Regions from separate parts of the Rattus norvegicus genome. Here regions 1 and 3 are each linked to region 2. Evidence: chromatin contacts called from public Hi-C data. All regions are on one chromosome and are shown on one strand. The core of a region is the stretch at or near the end of the contact, and the rest is flanking DNA. Distances in the headings are between cores, read along the strand shown. Region 1 has its middle 190 kb from the start of Rdh14. Region 2 holds the start of LOC134479278 (U1 small nuclear ribonucleoprotein 70 kDa-like). Region 3 has its middle 260 kb from the start of Osr1.

Region 1 (3,082 bases), core at 206-2,705, 340 kb before region 2:
AAATATAGAAGGTCAGTGGTTTAATAATAATAAATCATAAATACACTTAGAGTTAAAATAAATATGAAAAGAAACCACAGCTTTACTATTCTTTAACAATTGATTCAGCTTTTTATGACTTTCTTACCAGTTCAGGTTATTCCTACAGAGTGGCTCTTCAGACAACTCCATCTCTGGTAAATGATACAAATACACTACCAGCTTCTGGGGTGTTTGTTTACTTTCTTCATTTCTTTCCAACCAGGCAGCAACATCTGTGGGAGCGTGGCACGGCTCCTGTGATCTCCAATTGATTCATGTCCCCACATGTGTTAAGAGGGAAGCCATGGGGTAGGATAGTGTCCCTCTGCTCTTTCTGACTGTGGTGGCTTATTTTGGTTTCAACTCAACTGGATCTGGAATCAGCCAAAAGACAAGCCAGTGAACAGTCCAGTGAGGGGTTTCAGAATACCTCAAGTGGGCAGCCAGCACCTTTCCATGACAGCTCAGCTAAAGGTTGGAGGAGAGAAGCTTTGCTTTTGCCTCCTGGCCTTCACACTCACTGGAAACTTCCTTCTGCTTGCTGTTTCATTGCTGCAATGCTTTTGCTGATATTAGGGTTTCACTTTTGCTTCCAGTATGGACTAAAGAGCAGGAGCTCTCTGGGGATGCTCCAGACTATCAGGACCAGATCGCGGTTGCTGAAGCACCCAGCTTCAGACTGAGAAGCTATGGCGATCTCAGATTCTCAGATGTGAGACAGCCATTGGGTTACCCAGACCACATAATGTAAGCCAATATAAAACAAAATGCCTTTTAATATACATTCATGCTATCTATTCTGGTTTTCTAGGCGACCCTGACAAACGCACAGATCAATGCATTTTCTCTGTTGGAGTCAGGTCTTTGCCTGAAGCCCTCGTGCCCGATGCTGGGCTTGATTCAGCCTAGGTCCTTGCTCACGCTCTTACCATTTACACCCACACTTCCCCTGCAGGCACCACCAGGCTCTTCTTCATTTCTATGTATTGTCTACTGGTTATTAACTATAAAAGTTAGCTTCTCTTATATTTTTGGTTGTGAGTCTAGCCTTTAACCACCGAGCCATGATATACAGAGGGTCAGGAATTTGAACAGGGTGTGTAGCAATGGGAGATGGTGAACTGGGGGTAGCTAACAGCAAGTCCCAGAGGCCAGGAAAGCAAGAGGTTCCCAGGACCCAAGGGGTGGTGGGGAACCCATAGAGACCATATCCAGAGGTTAGGCAAGGCCTCTCATTGAGGGATGGGGCCACATGCTTATCTCCAAATTTTTAACCCAGAATTGCTCCTGTCTAAAGTAAATATGGAGAAAAAGTGTGGAACAGAGACTAAAGAAAAAGGCAACCCGAGACTGCCCCACCTGGGGATCCATCCCATATATAGACACCAAGCCCTGATACTATTGTGAATGCCAAGAAGTGCTTACTGACAGGAACCTGATATAGCTGTTTCTCAAGAGGCTCTGCCAGAGCCTGATAAATATAGAGGTGGATACTCGAAGCCAACCATTGGACTGAGCAATTGTACCCAATGGAGGAGTTAGAGAAAGGACTGAAGGAGCTGAAGGGGTTTGCAACTCCATAGGAAGAACAACAATATCAACCAACCAGACCCACCAGAGCCCCCAGGGACTAAACCACCAACCAAAGAGTACACATAGAGGGAGCCATGGCTCCAGTTGTGTATGTAGCAGAAGATGTCATTGTTAGGCGTCAATGGGAAGAGAAGCCCTTGGCCCTGTGAAGGCTTGATGCCCCAGTGTAGGAGAATGCCAGGGTGGGGAAGCAGAAGTGGGTTGGTGGGGGAGCTCCCTCATAGAAGCAGGTGGAGGGGGAATGGGAAAGGGGGAAAGGGAAAAGGGCAAAAGGGATAACATTTGAAATGTATCCAAAAGGGATAACATTTGAAACAGAAAATATCCAATAAATAAAAGTTAGCTTCTTACCCTTTTCTTCAATGACAGCCAGGCTTCTCATGCAAACCCCCACTCACCATAGCTCATCTGTCCATAAACTAAAGAAGGAAAGAACTCGGCACTAACTTCTAGTGTTATGATCAGAAATAATACCTTCCTTTCCTTGACAGTTTGCTCTAAAATGTGTAGGTTCCTTTCTACAATTAAAGGGCAGCTCAAGAAACCGCAAGAGCACAAAGGAAAATGGATGTGCATAAAATATACTTGCCATGCATTTCCTGTCTTTGAGCAACTTAAATGGAATATGAGAGGTACTTTTAAGATTAATTGTATAGAATCCAGAAATAACTGGAGATTTTAGATATAGGCTAGAATATCAATCTGCTGTAATAGTAATGACACTCAGGACCTGCAAATTATGCTTAGTTCATGTTCCTATGAGAACTACAAGGAATAGATTTTAAAATCGATGTATCTGCTCAGTTTTGATATATTTTGAATATAGTATTGGACTCTAAAGCTATGTATTTTTTCATGGAATCCTGGAAGAATCACCTACAATCACCAGTAGGGCCATAGTCAGCTACCATCACTTCAGCCTCACATGCTAGCCTCTCTCCCAGAAATTGGTGGTCAAGTCTCCTTTCTTACCTATTTTGCACTCAGTGAACATTACTGTGTAACTGTGTGAGAGAAGTCAGAATCCCAGGGAGCCATGCTGTCTGGAGCAGATGGGCATGACTTTGCCCCCTGAAGATAGGAAATATCAAGACACAGGCTAATTTTATGACTAGAAATAAACTGGCCATCGAAGGGTAAAGGCCAGCTAGCGTGCTGCTGAGCATTAGGGAGGAGAGGAGAGGAGAGGAGAGGAGAGGAGAGGAGAGGACAGGACAGGACAGGACAGGACAGGACAGGACACCCATGAACAAAGACAACAAATGTGAGCATCCAAGTCTGATTATTCTGCTAAGAGGCCCAAGAAAATGCCATGAAGAAACTCTCAAACCAGTGGAAGGCAGACAGTCACTCATGTTGCTTTCAGTGTTTCCTCTCAGTTCTCTGTCTACAGAGACCTTCGGTTTCTTACATCCTGCATCCTCTGAGATGAAACACTTTTAAGTTGCTAGCATATCAGCCTGTGTGT
Region 2 (3,059 bases), core at 12-2,511:
ATCAAAGAAATAGAGGCCATCAGCTTGAGAGGGAGTTAGAGCAGGACATGAAAGGAGTTTGAGAGAGGAAAAAGAGGTCAAAATGATATAATTCTATTTTAATTTAAAAATATAATAAATACAATGGTAAAGTTGCATGTTTATATCAGTATTATTTTATTCATTTTAAATAAAGTTGGATTTTCTTCTTTTCCATTTATTCTGAGATTCTCCTCATCATCTTTGTAAATTTTATCTTCCCATTTGTAGAGGCTTGGGAATCCGGAAATCCAAACTAAAAATTATATAATATTAAAGAAATTCTTCATTTTTGTTTATTTTAATTCTTCTCATCTTCCTTTTGCCCAACAAAACATGTTCAAGTGTATATTATTTCCTTATTATCTTATGCTATCTAGTAGCATGGCGCACTGTTTTGCACTATTGTTTCACAAGACTCAGGATATTAATGCCCTCTGCTTTGTTTTTGCAATAGGTTTTAATTGTCAAACACTATAACTATACGGAGAAAGAAGTTTCCTTCAAAGCCTTTTACTTTTCTGGGGCTCCATGTAGAACGGTGTTCTGTAAGTATCGTTAGAAGTTTGAATGAAGAAAACAGATAATAATGATATTTAACTGAGTATATACTAGTCAGTACTCTACTGCACAAAAGTGCCTGCTGTCAGCCTTCAGACTGAAGTTGGTACCCTTCTGTCTTGCATACAATCTCAGTTGATGTTTTGTCCACAGAAATCTTTTACAGTGCCACTCTGAATAAAGGGATCCTTAATCTAACATACCTCTGTAACCCCGTGAGAATATTACATTCCATTTTAGTTGTCCAGCAATTGATTTTATGCCTTGCCAATGTTTGAACACATAATTAAAAGCCTGCAATTTATCGAGATTCCAATCCTTAGCTTGTGTCACAGTACTGTGAAAAGATTATGTCTATGATAACATTTGATGTACTGTTAGACTACATTACACCATGGGCATACTTTCAGTCAGTCTTTTGAGATTTTGAGTTCCCAAATCCTGGGATTCCTGCTTCCCTCTAGTTACAGGATAAAGATGGTTTTGAATTATGTTCTTTGACATCCTGAATCTTGACTGATTTTACTTGTCTGGCAAAGGTTCTATGTGGGCTAACAATTCTTAGTTTTAAATTGTAAAAGAGCAGTTTTTATTCTGTGTCAAATTCATCACTGACAGGAAGGGGGCACCATTGAACAGCTTGTGGAGTTCCTCTAACTAGGTGTAGAAAGGGGTTAGATTAGTCCAGCTGAAACTGGAATCAACAAACTATATTCTCCACCACACTCGGGTCTCCATTTACTCAACATCTGAAATTTGAACTGAAGATGACGCTAAGAATCATCCTTTGCATCTCGTTGTAAATCTGTGCATAGTGCTAACTATTATTCTTATAAATGCCAGGTGAGTTTATGAAAGCTAAGAGTGGTGGTAATGAAGAGCAGAAATGGTTGTTAACTACTTGTCTTCTTGACGTTTATCAGTGTGCAAGCAAAATGAGTATTTATATGTATGTGCATAATGGAGGGTGTGCATATTAGCATGTGTGTGTGTGTGTGTGTGTGTGTGTGTGTGTGTGTATGCACATTGCAATGTCTGCAAGAAGTAAGACTTTATTTTTAAAAAGCATTAACACCAGGAATACACTATTGTTTCCCCTGCGTTGCCATCATTAGATGTTTTATATTAAACTTGTGTCTGAATATCAGAAGACACTAGTGCCTGAAACCACTCATAACCCAGGGGATGTTCAGAACCTGCATAACTTTAAGAGCTGAGTAATGTTAATGTTCAAGTTGATTTAGTGTAAACCTTCCCAAGGTCTCTGACCCAACTTTTTCAGGTATCGAAACTGATCTGATTTTCTTGAACTGTCTGAGCTTAGTGCCACAATCCAGAAATGGAGCTTGTTATTGTCAGAGGTAACCTCAAGATACTTAGTAGTCCAGTTGTAGAAATAAGACTTGGGCTGCCTTGGAAGGTGTATAAATCTCTAGCCAAAATGAGAGAAGGGGGAGCCATTTGCTTTTAACCACAGTCCGCATGAGAATGGAATTTCCAAACAAACTTTTATCTCTTAAAACTCATTGCTGGTGGTAGTTATAAAAATGAGTGGTTAAGGCAGCTGGGGAATCTATCCCTTTGATTCTTCAAAGTGTTTTCTCATCACTGCTGAAGGGACATTTCCCAAGGAGCCAGGAGGAGGCAGCTGTGTGTTGTTTGTCCAGAGTGTCACACAGCTTTCTCTAGGGTTTCCCCATCAGTCTGCCTTTCTAAAATCACCAATTTTCTCCCTGTGATGGTTCACCAAGGTTGGGGGGGGGGTCATGAAGGAGGCCTGAGAGGACATATTTGCTTTATCTGTGGAGGAAAATCATCCTGCCCTGTTCTTATTGTACTGCATAGAAAAACTTTCAGAAGTCAAAAAGAAATGCTTCTTCTCTCACTGCATTTGCCTTGTGGCTTATGCCATGAAGATTGGTGCCATGTTCTTTCCTCTGCATAGGTTATAATGAGTTGCCGGGGAGGATATCTTCAGGATTACGGCTCACATAGGCCAGCTTACAAGGTGGCATGACTTTGAAAGTCTTTCATCATCTATCTCTTTGTCCATTCTTCTTACTCTAGAAATTTATTTTTCTTAAATAATATTGTTCATGTTCTCAGTGCTCACAATAAGAAATAGCATAAAAAGTGTTTTGTGTTTTGGATATAATTTTTTCCCTCCTCATATACAAGTCCTTTCTGTGTGAAGTCAGAGATTTGTAAGAAAATACATAGTTTACAAAGGACCTCTTAGCTCCCACGTGATTGAATCTGCTTATCTTGAAATAGTTTTCAGCACTTTCAAGGAATTTGACTCAGTTTATTTTAGGATAACTTGTAGATTTTTTTCACACCCTGAAATGAATTATTTATCTTCATTTATCTCTTCCTGCTTAAGACATCACACTAACAGTCAAAGAAAGCATTTACAAAAAAAGAACCAAGTTCCTTTTGCTTTGATTTAAATATTGGCAGGCAAATATAATAGTTTTGAA
Region 3 (3,049 bases), core at 121-2,620, 360 kb after region 2:
TTCCTCTTAAGACAGTCTGTGGGTATCTGAGACTTTTGCACCTGTTACCCACAAACCAGGGAAGAGAACCGGTTCACATGCAACTGGGTGAATAATGCTGGTAGTTTGTATTTCTTCCAAAGAAAGAAAACCCAACTACTTCAGAGAAAGTTTATTGTGTCCAGACTTCTACATGGAATTTTCCAGAACTCCACAGGAGTTACCACAGGCTGTTCGTTCACATGTGTTTCATACTCTACATTCTGTCTGATGAAACCGCCTTTCATGCAGGACCCTATAGTCTGAGTAGAGCCAGATGGCATGATGTTTCTTTTATTGTTTAACAACAACAACAACAACAACAACAACAACAACAGCGACAACATATTCCTGAAAACAATGCTTCATCCAAAACTGGTTTGGAGCAGCCCCTGATGAAATCAGGGTGACTCTCCCTTGGGCACCTCTCTTGTGTTTCAGGCTTGAAAAGGTCCCATAAAAGGATGCTTCCTCCTATCCTCTCAAATAAGCTTCCTCAAATTCCTCATGGACAAGACCACATCACGACTATGGACAGGTTAGGGAGTATAATTCCTTATTGTGGAGGGCAACCTCCTATCCATTGCTGTATGTTTGACAGCATGGCACCTATATGGCCCTGACCCACTTTCTACTACTCACATTCTACAGCTGTAACAACTGAAAACCTCCCCCAGACTGCACTAGACTGTACACTGGAGGACACCACTCCAGCTGAATAACCACTGAACTAAAAGGATTTTACTGAGGGTCTGTTCTCAGAAACTTGGAAACAAGTAGTGCAGACTATCTTATACTGATAGAATTTCAGATGTGCATCGGCTTAATGACCTTGGAGATCCTGAAGCCATTAACAAAGGTAGCACCTTCTTTGGAAGCAATGCAGTAATCAGTTGTCTTATCAGAATTATGTAGCTGGGAGAGATCATAACCCATAATCACAAGTACTTGGCCCAAATCAGTAGCAGTGTCAAGTGTAAAACCTTCTATTCATTGGAATTCTAGGCCAATGTACTCCCTTAGGGTAAGAGAATGTTTGTTCAAGAAGCAGAAGGGTTATTCTCCATTCTTCGTATGATGAATTGTCAAGCTCAAAACATATAGCTATAAACTCCAGCACCTTAGAGGCCAGTATCTATATGCAGAAGCTCACACAATTTGCAGTCCTACCCCAAAGGTGATGTCATCAGTCAAGGCCTCGCTTGACTCTACACCTCGCTTCCCGTGGTAGGATTTACACTTTCTTGGAGAATGTTGAATTGGCAAAGAATGCTGAAATTGAGCAACAGAGACCCAGGGCAGGCACAAACTATCCTTTAAGAGTAAAACCCCATTCCTGTGTGGTTAGCCATCAGCCAAAATGTGACTGCTTTAGCACTTTTGTGCAGTGTAAAATCATTTAACACGGTATGAGTGAGGGATTCTTTAAATAGACTGAGAGTGAATGACTATTGCAGCTAAAGAGCTGGCTAATGAGCATTGACTTGTGGCAGAGCAGGAACCCGGCAAACACCGGCAGTGGAATGAAACTCAATATTAGGTCTACTGATTGGCTAGGATGACCCAACCTTAGCAAACCAGACACATAGGCATAGATCTCTTGACTTGAGAGTTCTTTTCTTGTCCAGAATATAAATTTTATTTTCTGTTTTTCTTCCTGAAAAGGTATTTTCTTTCTTTCTTTCTTTCTTCCTCCCTTTTTTTTCCTCCTTTTCTTCTTTCTTTCTTTACCTCTTTTTTCTTTCTTTCTTTCTTTCTGCCTTTCTTTTGCAAGAAGTTTTTGTATAATTTTAATCGCATTTACTTATGGGAGAAATATTACAAAACAAAAATAACCAAAGGAAATAAGCATAATTCTAATGTCACTATGCATAATTGTTTATAGTTCTAATATTTCTTTAAAATCTGTTTGTTCAGGTTTTGCAAATAGAGTGCCAGTGTTTCTTATCTTAAAACAAAATATTCCAAACATAAAAATTAGGGCTTCATGAAATTCAACAAGTATCAATGGTTCATGTTATAAAATCACTACTACTGCTAGACTAATATTTTGAATACTTTAGAAACAATATATTATAATAGTTCACATATTACTATTATTTTGTTATTTTTACTTTTTTTTACAATCCAGTTGTTGCCCCCATCGCTGTCTGCTTGCCCACAGTTCCTCATTCTACTCCTCCCCATCTCCAAGAGGATGTCACTGCCTGCCCAGCTGCCCGCCTCCAGGCTTCCCTACTCAATGGGGTCTCAAGCCTCTCAAGGGTTAGGCACTTTTCTCCCACTGAGGCCAGACCAGGCAGTCTTCTGCTGTATATGTGTTGTGGGCCTTGGACCAGCCCTAGTACACTGCCTTGTCTCAGTGTCTGAGAGATCTCAAGGGTCTGGGTTAGTTGAGACTGCTGGTCTTCCTATGTGGTTGCCCTCCTCTTCAGTTTCTTCCAGCCTTTCCCTAATTCAACCACAGGGGTCCCCAAATTCAGCCCAACGGTTGGGTGTATGTATCTGCTTCTGTCTCAGTCAGCTGCTAGTACAGCCTCTCAGAGGACAGCTGTGTCAGGCTCCTGTCTGAAGACACATCATAACACAGTACTGTGAGACCTTGGTGTGCCCACATGAACTGAATCCCAAGTTGGGCCTATCATTGGATCGCCTTTTGTTCTGTCTCTTCTCTATTTTTGTCCCTGTATTTCTTTTAGTCAGTAACAATTCTGGGTCAGGAACTTTGACTGTGGATTAGTAACCTTGTACCTCCACTTGAGGCTCTGTCTATCTACTGGAGATAGACTCTTAGAGTCCACCCATTTCCCAGTGTTGGACATTTTGGCTAAATTCATCCCCAATGAATCTTGAGATTGCCTCACCTCCTGGGGTCTCTGGTAATTTCTAGAGAATACCCCTACCTCCCACTCCCTGGGCTGCTTATTTCCATTTATTCTCTTGGCCCTCTGTGCTCTCTCCTGTCCCCTCCTCACATGTCTGATCATTTCTCCCCCCTTTTCCCTTCCCTTTCCTTCTCCCTCCCTCTGCC

The links. A called contact is a pair of places that touch in the nucleus more often than the background predicts.
Region 1: a contact with region 2 is called in a Hi-C map of Schwann cells, with 12 times the contacts expected there. The contact joins the enhancer-like site here to the promoter of LOC134479278 in region 2. A contact is called at or near these places in 4 of 12 Hi-C or Micro-C datasets (the Rat2 cell line, Schwann cells, kidney and 1 more).
Region 3: a Hi-C map of the A7r5 cell line shows a contact between it and region 2, with 4 times the contacts expected there. The contact joins the enhancer-like site here to the promoter of LOC134479278 in region 2. A contact is called at or near these places in 2 of 12 Hi-C or Micro-C datasets (the A7r5 cell line and Schwann cells).

What each region holds. Positions count from the first base shown.
Region 1 is chr6:39,062,529-39,065,610 of GRCr8, reverse strand. No RefSeq gene overlaps it. Among named protein-coding and RNA genes, the nearest start is that of Rdh14, 190 kb to the right of the region's middle. Within about 2 kb of position 1,455, at least 1 of the 93 cell types and tissues checked has an H3K27ac peak or open chromatin away from gene starts, as enhancers often do.
Region 2 is chr6:38,717,714-38,720,772 of GRCr8, reverse strand. LOC134479278 (U1 small nuclear ribonucleoprotein 70 kDa-like) reads left to right here and starts at 1,261. Exons shown (of 2, transcript XM_063262716.1): 1 at 1,261-1,422. The coding sequence starts at 1,416.
Region 3 is chr6:38,355,957-38,359,005 of GRCr8, reverse strand. No RefSeq gene overlaps it. Among named protein-coding and RNA genes, the nearest start is that of Osr1, 260 kb to the right of the region's middle. Within about 2 kb of position 1,370, at least 3 of the 93 cell types and tissues checked have an H3K27ac peak or open chromatin away from gene starts, as enhancers often do. A contact at or near this core is called in the A7r5 cell line, where this site is marked.